Regions from separate parts of the Drosophila melanogaster genome. Here region 1 is linked to region 2. Evidence: chromatin contacts called from public Hi-C data. All regions are on one chromosome and are shown on one strand. Each heading gives the region's core, a stretch centred on a gene start, on an enhancer-like site or on the middle of the called end of the contact. The rest is flanking DNA. Distances are from core to core; before and after follow the strand shown.

The links. A called contact is a pair of places that touch in the nucleus more often than the background predicts.
Region 1: a contact with region 2 is called in a Hi-C map of the Kc167 cell line, with 4 times the contacts expected there. The contact joins the promoter of Nup205 here to the promoter of Elys in region 2. A contact is called at or near these places in 23 of 107 Hi-C or Micro-C datasets (the D17-c3 cell line, the Kc167 cell line, the OSC cell line and 9 more) and 2 of 6 datasets of contacts at active chromatin or transcription factors (both in the Kc167 cell line).

Annotation. Positions count from the first base shown.
Region 1 is chrX:19,849,674-19,853,631 of dm6, forward strand. It overlaps Nup205 (Nucleoporin 205kD), which reads left to right and starts at 2,541. Exons shown (of 10, transcript NM_167687.3): 1 at 2,541-2,896; 2 at 2,976-3,299; 3 at 3,387-3,488; 4 at 3,579-3,958. The coding sequence starts at 2,675. pico (pico,) reads right to left here and starts at 2,386. Exons shown (of 4, transcript NM_134519.3): 1 at 1,190-2,386. The coding sequence starts at 1,339.
Region 2 is chrX:19,650,992-19,654,518 of dm6, forward strand. It overlaps Elys (elys,), which reads left to right and starts at 1,314. Exons shown (of 7, transcript NM_134496.3): 1 at 1,314-1,567; 2 at 1,636-2,271; 3 at 2,331-2,647; 4 at 2,702-3,065; 5 at 3,135-3,325; 6 at 3,461-3,527. The coding sequence starts at 1,465. It overlaps Ranbp21 (Ranbp21,), which reads right to left and starts at 1,278. Exons shown (of 2, transcript NM_001298524.1): 1 at 412-1,278; 2 at 1-326. The coding sequence starts at 309.

The sequences.
Region 1 (3,958 bases), core at 1,291-3,790, 200 kb after region 2:
ATAACTATTATTTTAAACATTTGGACTTAAGGGAATTCCAATTGTTAAACCATTTTTAAAAATAACAATTTTAAAGGTTAATTTCCTTTGTACCAAATGTATCTCTAATATATGTAAGATATACTTCAACTGAAATTACATCTATTGAGACCAGCCAAGCGATGTTCAAACATTGTTTAAATATATAGTTCACTTATAAACAAAATGTTTTTGTTGGATCTGATTATTATCTCGTCCAAATGGAGCCTTTGTTTTAACTGTTTGTTACCATTCTGATCCAGAAACTAATCGACCTTCCTGGTTGGGGTTGTGCCACAAACTGCTGGGAAGTGAAGTGGCTTAGGGGAGCGGGGCGACGCCCGCTGTTGCGGCAAAACAAAGGGGCAGCAACAACATCGCGTTTGTTGCTGTTGCCGCATGGTATCGCACATCGCCTTTGACTTTTTTCGTGTGGAATCGGGTTTTCTTCCGCCGCCCGCGCATAAACAAATCGAGAACCTCAGAGGCGAAAAACGAAAAACAGAACCACAACGATCGGGAACTCTTTTCAGCGTTTATGCACGGTGAAAGTAATGGGGCAAGAACGGAGAAAGAGGCGCAAGAGAGAGCGAAAAAGTTAGTACACCAATTAATGGGTCGGCATTCTGTTGGACTTGAAAGCATTGAGCACTTTTTGTGGTCGTTTTTGCCCCAGCAGCTGGTCCAAAGATTAATCATTCCGCTCTCTGCGTTTGCTTTTATTAATTCTCCTTTGACCCATCGAATGGGGGGAGTGGTAAAGTTTTAAGTTTCTATATTATCAAACTATAGGAAACTATATCCATGATACTAGTTGGGCAGTCTCAACTTTGGAGTACCGAATTTGAAGTCTTTTGATCACCTAGCACTGCATAACTAGGTTATTTTCATAGCCAAGGAGTAAAGTATACTGAATACACTCGAAAAAAAAAACACTAATAGAGAATTATAGTTAATACAATTACCAACCATATGTGAGTCTACCATTTGCACCGTTCTTACTATAATTTGAAGAAGCTGTACTTTAAAGGTATAGTTCAGTTTCTTCCTGTGTACTCTGTCCTATGACTTCTTTTTTTTTTGTGTGTGGGAGCGAATTATGAAGTACAGAGGAAATGGTCGAGCAACACAAACGCACACACACATTTGGAGAAACTTGGGAGATACTTACATTTGTTATTGTTGCTGCTTCCTCGAGGCTGTGCTGTTGTTGTTGCCGCTGCTGCTGGTGGTGTTGTTGTTGTAGCTGTTGCTGGAGTAAGTGCAGTTGTTGCTGTTGTAGTTGTTGTTGCTGATGTGCCGCAATACCACCACAATCCATAGTAATTACGGGTGCGAGGGGGCGGGGTTAAGTGTGTGTGGGAGTGGAGTGGAGTCGTCAATTGGGAGCGCACTCTCTATCTCTCTCTCTCTCTCTCCAAATCTCGCTCTCTGTATTGCTGCTCCTTCGCGCGATCGCTTACTGCAGCGGAATGAAAAGCGAAACAGACATAATTGAAGAAATGCGATAGCTCTCCGTCTTGAATTTCAACGATTCGCCGTAAGGGAGCGCTGTTAACCGCTATTTCAGTCACTGTTTGTGTCTTGTTCCTTTTTTTTATTTTTTTTTATTTTCAGCTAACTCTGCAGTTTGCCTTTGTCCATATTTTCGGTGGAAAAACCACTTCCTTGCTCTCTCGCTCTGGCTCCCTTGCTCTTCTATACCGCTCTCTCTCTCGCTCGCCAGGCGTTGCGTGGGCGAACGTAGGGGAGAGAGCAAGCGAAACGAAAAGAGAGAGGCGAACGCAGTTTGGAGTTTTATGCACTGGAGTTGTGAGTATGTTCGTGTGTGCCTGTGTGACTGCTACCCCCACACACTTGCACTGCCTCTCTTCCTCTCTGTCGCTCTCGCACACCCAGTACCAAGTACTCTGAACTCCAACTCCAGTTACAAATTCAATTCCAATTCGAATAATTCCCAATGAAATTTGAATTTTCCTTCCAATTGCACTGGCTTTGGCAGTTAGTATCCCTTTTGGCATTTATTGCAGCCGAACTGCGCCGATTGCATTTGCATTTACACTTCTACATCCACTTCCACATCCACTTGCATCGACAGCCAGAACCAGCATCCCACTATGGTGCAGTTCAGCCTGCCCGCGGCCATCGGTGATTCACTCACAATGCGAACAGGACACCACTTGGGCAGTGCGTTCGCTGGCCAAATCAAGTGGCGGAGAACAGAAAAAAAAAAAAACGCGAATCGGAACAAAACAAATGGATGCTACTATCGGGTAACTACGAAAAGTCCGTGCGTAGATTTTCACGAAAACGCCCCGCCCGCGCCGCACTGAAGTTGTGTTAGTTAGTGGTGCGACAACGCACCGATGCAGCGCCTCGATTATCGTTCGATAAGCATCGATTTTCCGATTGACTTGGTTCGAATCAACCGTTTAGCCAGCGCAGCAACCGCAGTTAGCGGGCACAAGCACCGAAGCGCGTACGAGCGTGGTGAGTTCGTACGGTGGTGAACATCTGTGTTTTCCAGTATTTGCAGCACCCAGCCCTGGTAACCGGCGCCTTGTCGCAAAGCGAAGCAATCTTGCCGCGTTTTATAGTCAATAACTGCGAATCAGCAAGAACTGCGTGAACTGAGCGAACCGCAAAACCAAGTGAAATGGATGGTGAGTGCCTGGCCAACGAGCAGATGTGCGTGGGTCGCCAAATCACTAATGCCACCCATGCGTCCACAGCTGTAATCGAGGACATGTGGACGCCGTACAAGCATTTGTACAACACTTTTCAGACCGCGGTGTCCAATCGCAGTGGCTTCACCTCGGATCTGGAGCAGTGCCTCAAGAAGTACAAGCACAACTTCAGCAACTTGCTGCGCAATCCGGTGGGTATAGCAAAACAAGCGCTTGCAGATCCGTAGATTTAACTAATTATTGATAATCCATTATTGAAAATGTCGGCAGCCGAGAAGCGAGAAGAGCCGCAATCTCCTACGAAATGCCCTCAACGAAGGCGTCCCGATGCAGGGGCATTCGCGAAAGACAAAGATGTCACAGGACCTGGCCGACGAGGCGGTCATTCTGTCCGACATGTTCGATCTGGACGAGGGTTTCGCCGTGGAGCTGCTGTGCACCGCACAGCGCCAGCAGAAGCATCATCCCGGCCTGTCCAGAGGCCTTGTCGCGGTGCTGCTCTACTACGATGGACGAAAGGCCATCAGCTGCACGCTTCGCGACATGTTCCAGGTGGTTAGCGGCGTCTCGTGGAACACCGAACTGCCCAAGGAGGTAAGTTTCGAGATTTCGACATCGCAGGCATCGCAGTGCCGCTGAAAGAGAGATTCACTGACCCTGATTATCGTTCTACGCACGCAGATCACCGGTCTGGTCACTAACTATGCCGAGAGCCTTGTCGACGGCTCTGGGATACTGGGACGCCTGCTGCAGCTGCTCGAGGAGATGGATGTCGACAAGGAGGTGGGTTTGTATGCGCCTGTTTCTGAAATTCTCTGAAATTGCATATCTTCCTTCGCAAATTGTTATTCATTTGTTGTCCAACGTTCGCAGTGCGCTATGCTGACCACAAACCGCGCGTTTGGCTCCAAGAAGCATCAGAACCAGGTGCTCGGCCTATACGAGGACATTCAACAGGCATTGGCAATGGCCCTGTTCAATTGGTCGGCACAACGCGGCCTGCCGCGACACATTGCCATTCGGCTGATGCACCAATTGGCCAACCGAAAGAACCACGACGCGGGCGGCAACATGGACGACGTGACCCTGATCATGCTGATGGCTCTGCTGTATGCGTACGATACCTCCATGCTGCTGGTCACCGAGGAACCCAATGAGCACACAACCCGACTTCCGATCTTCAGCGATCGCGAGTTCGCCGAGTGCTTCCTGGAGGAGCTGTACGCGCAGAGCAGCTGGCAAGCACCGCGCCT
Region 2 (3,527 bases), core at 64-2,563:
GCCCACGTTCAGCATCTTGATGGCATTGTCCTTAATGTACACCTTCTCCTCGTGCGTAATGCAATTCCATCGGTACTTGATTGTGTACTCGATCAGCTGCAGGCCAAAGTGTCGCACTTGCTGGTTAGACTGCGGCGAGCTGGCCAGGAATAGGCCCACCTGGGCGCACATTGGCGACTCCTCCTTAAACCGCTCACAGGCCATGTAGGCCTCCAGGCGCGCCTGTTGCTGTGTCATCGGGTTCATGACTAGATCGATGGCCGAGGCCAGTTCGGCGGCCAGAGCCTCGGTGCCTCCGTGCTGGGACATCGCTAGCTAGCGTCTACCTGTGGGTATTGCGTTAGATTGGAATTGAAACAAATTTCCTGGGTGCGGCTTCTTCCTGCAACGGGCGCCATGTGCTCCACTTACCTCTGCTTGCCCCTGCCCACCGCTCGAAACCCAAATCTCGCCTAGCCTCTCGATCTCCGCCGCGATCCCCTCGTGCGTTGTCTGTGACCAATGCTTTTGTGGAGCCAGCCAACCAGCCAGCGAGCCAGACAACGTTTTGGAAGATTAAAAGAGCTGCCGCTACCTGTGTGCGTGTGTGCTATGTGCTATGTGCTGTGTGTTGTGTGGTCTGTTCCGTGTGCGAAATGCGGAATGCGTGAGCTGGGATTGTGGTGTGTTGGTGTTCTGGTTGGGATTGCCTGTGGGCACCGATGATCGCCCTGGGTAGCGCCTATTGCCTGGAACACAGCCTCTGGTCAGGTCTCTCACATTTGAGTCGCATATAGAAGTAGACCACTACTGAAACCGCTTTTCCGGCTGGGTTGTTTTAGAACAATGTGCAGCAAATCGCACGGGACAGGGTTGACAAGCGGCGCACGAAAGTTGCCAGATAGTATTGTTGCTATTGTATGTACTAAGAGCTTGACTCGGAGCTATATATGCCTGAATTGAGTGATACAAGGCATTACGCTTCAAGGTTGCTACTATCTGTGTTCATTCGGACTTCAAATGCAAAGCCAGCCGGTTGAGTTCCTTATGAAATTCGCGCAATATTTTCGCAATTCTGCAGCGTTGCCAGTCTGCTGGTGTTGAAGTTGCCAGGCTGCAAGTGCCGGCTTCTAGTCTTTTCTTCAAATGATTGGCTTGCCTCTCAGTTACAAACTTGTTTAAGCATGTATATAGAAAAAATTGAAAATGTACAGAAATATATGGTAACTAGTAACTCAAGTCCTTGCCATCGCTAAATTTGCGAATCTCTGTCGGACGTTAGCCAGCACTGGGCCACTCAGCGTGCATACACGACAAGCAAAACAACGGTTTTTTTGTATGCCAAATCGAGGCGGCAACGCCAGGCCGCTCAGGCACTCACACACTCACGCACACACAAAACATACACGCCGATCAATCGGTGCAAGAGCGCTGTATTTATAATTTTATTTTTATTTGCAAGCGGCCGGCATTGATGAAATAGAGATGGAGTGGCACGAAGTGGAGTTGGACGGTAGCCGCACGATTGCGTTCCCGGAGCGCATAGTACCCGGATTTGGCCGGGAGCCGTCGGCACATTTGGACGCCGGTAAGTGTGCACAAAATACGGCGTGTGCCGAAACCGATTCACCAAGAATCTCCGCTATCCCTTTACAGCCGAATACCTGGGCGGCATCATACGCGACGGGCAATGGGGCTGGGTGACCTGGCGGTATGGAAGCGATGCCACTTTGCTGGTCTGCAGCATGTCCACCGGCGATTACCTTTCTTGGCACTGCTTCTGGAGCGAATCCGATGATCTGGGGCCGCGCAAAAGCATTCGCTGCGTGGAGGAGCTCTTCCCCGGCGAACACGAACGCCCCGCTATGCTAGCCATCTGCCTGGAGTCATGGAACAGCGGCGATCAGAGACCCATCGACTGCCCGTTGAGCACGCAGGTGCTCATCTATGCCATTCGCAACAGTCAGGTGCTCCGCCGCTTCGACCTTCACGGTATAACGTGCAGCGCGCTGACGTTCCTCGATAAAAGAATCTATGGACTCACGCGACTGAGACGGTTTAAAGGCTGTCTGGCCGTGGCCACCGAGGAAGGCACTGTGCTGTTGGTTGATCTGAACAGCGACAGCCTGCAGGCGAGTACCCAAAGGCGCAGCCTTTGCTCCCCCAGTTCCAAAGATGAGCCGTCGGACGGGAACCTATACTTTGTATCCTCCGAGGAGTCCAAGAGGCAACTCAGCTCCAAGCTGACCCATTGTCGCTCCAAAGGGGCTCACTTGGCTGTGCGGATGGACGGTGAGTCTGTCACTGCCAGTGTGCCATGGTAGCTAGGTTAACCTTCAATTTACCAACAGTGGCATCCATTGGAATCAGTTGCCTTATGGGCATTAGCATGGCGCCCGGCTATGCTGCTGGTCTAGAAGACGGCCGAATCCTGATCTACGACCTAATCAACTTCGACGTGACCACTGATCTGAATTCGCCAGTAAAAAGGAAAGGGGTCAATAGAGCAGTGAAGCGAATGTGCCTCATTATGCCACCGGATGACCCCAAACCCTGTTTCTACATCTGTGCATTGTACCAAAATATCGACGTCCTGCAAATGATGCTGCACTCGGTCTGCTACAGGGGCTCGTACCGGGACCGGGAAACCCACACGATCCGTTTTAAGGTGAGAAATCTTGAGCCGTCACGCACAGACCAATATTGACTTCTTGCTTCGCAGGACTACCGTTCTAGAACCGTGCGCAACCGCCAAATCTTGGACGGAGGCATCTGCTCCGTGATCGGCTGCGCCACGGCGTCTACTTTCAGTTTTGCCGGCGACAACGGAACGCTGCTGATTGTCATCTCGTGGCACTCAAGTGCAGATAAAAAGAACAAGCTAGTCCTGTTCGACATTAATCAGTGGTACAAGGATGAGATGCCCACATCCGTTCACAAAAACGAAGTTCCTAATTACATGTCCGGCTACATACTCAGTGGTCTACAGACGGGACTGGCATTGGATTTGCGTTCCACCACCATATTGCACTTTGTCTCACTGCAGCGCTACGATGAGCACTTTTATCCCAACTCACTAACCTTTGGTAAGTGACAGCGGTGATTGAAGCCAGCGCCAGTAAGATTAATAGCCAAGTAATACCGTCTATTTCCAGATTGCTCACTGTTAACTCCAACTGGCAAACGGTACTACGCCCAGGACGGAGTGCAGCATCGGTTTCTGAACGCACTTCGCTGTGATCGTGCCACGCTCTTTTTGCGTCCTCAGATCTACCACGAGGACATCGTTCGCCTGCGTCTCCTGCCACAATTTTGTGAGCTTAACCCTAACGCCACATTCTCTAAGGTGAGCTACACACTAGGTTATTATTATCAGTTATCCGGAAATCTTCTGGTATCATATAGTACCACAGTCTTTGGGGAAATGAATCATGCTCGTTATACTCGTTTTAAAGTAACATTGCATTATCTTGCTCTCTAGATTGCCATGTACGAGTTGATACTGTCGGTGGCCCTGGAGCACAACTGCGGAGCTTTGCTTAACGACT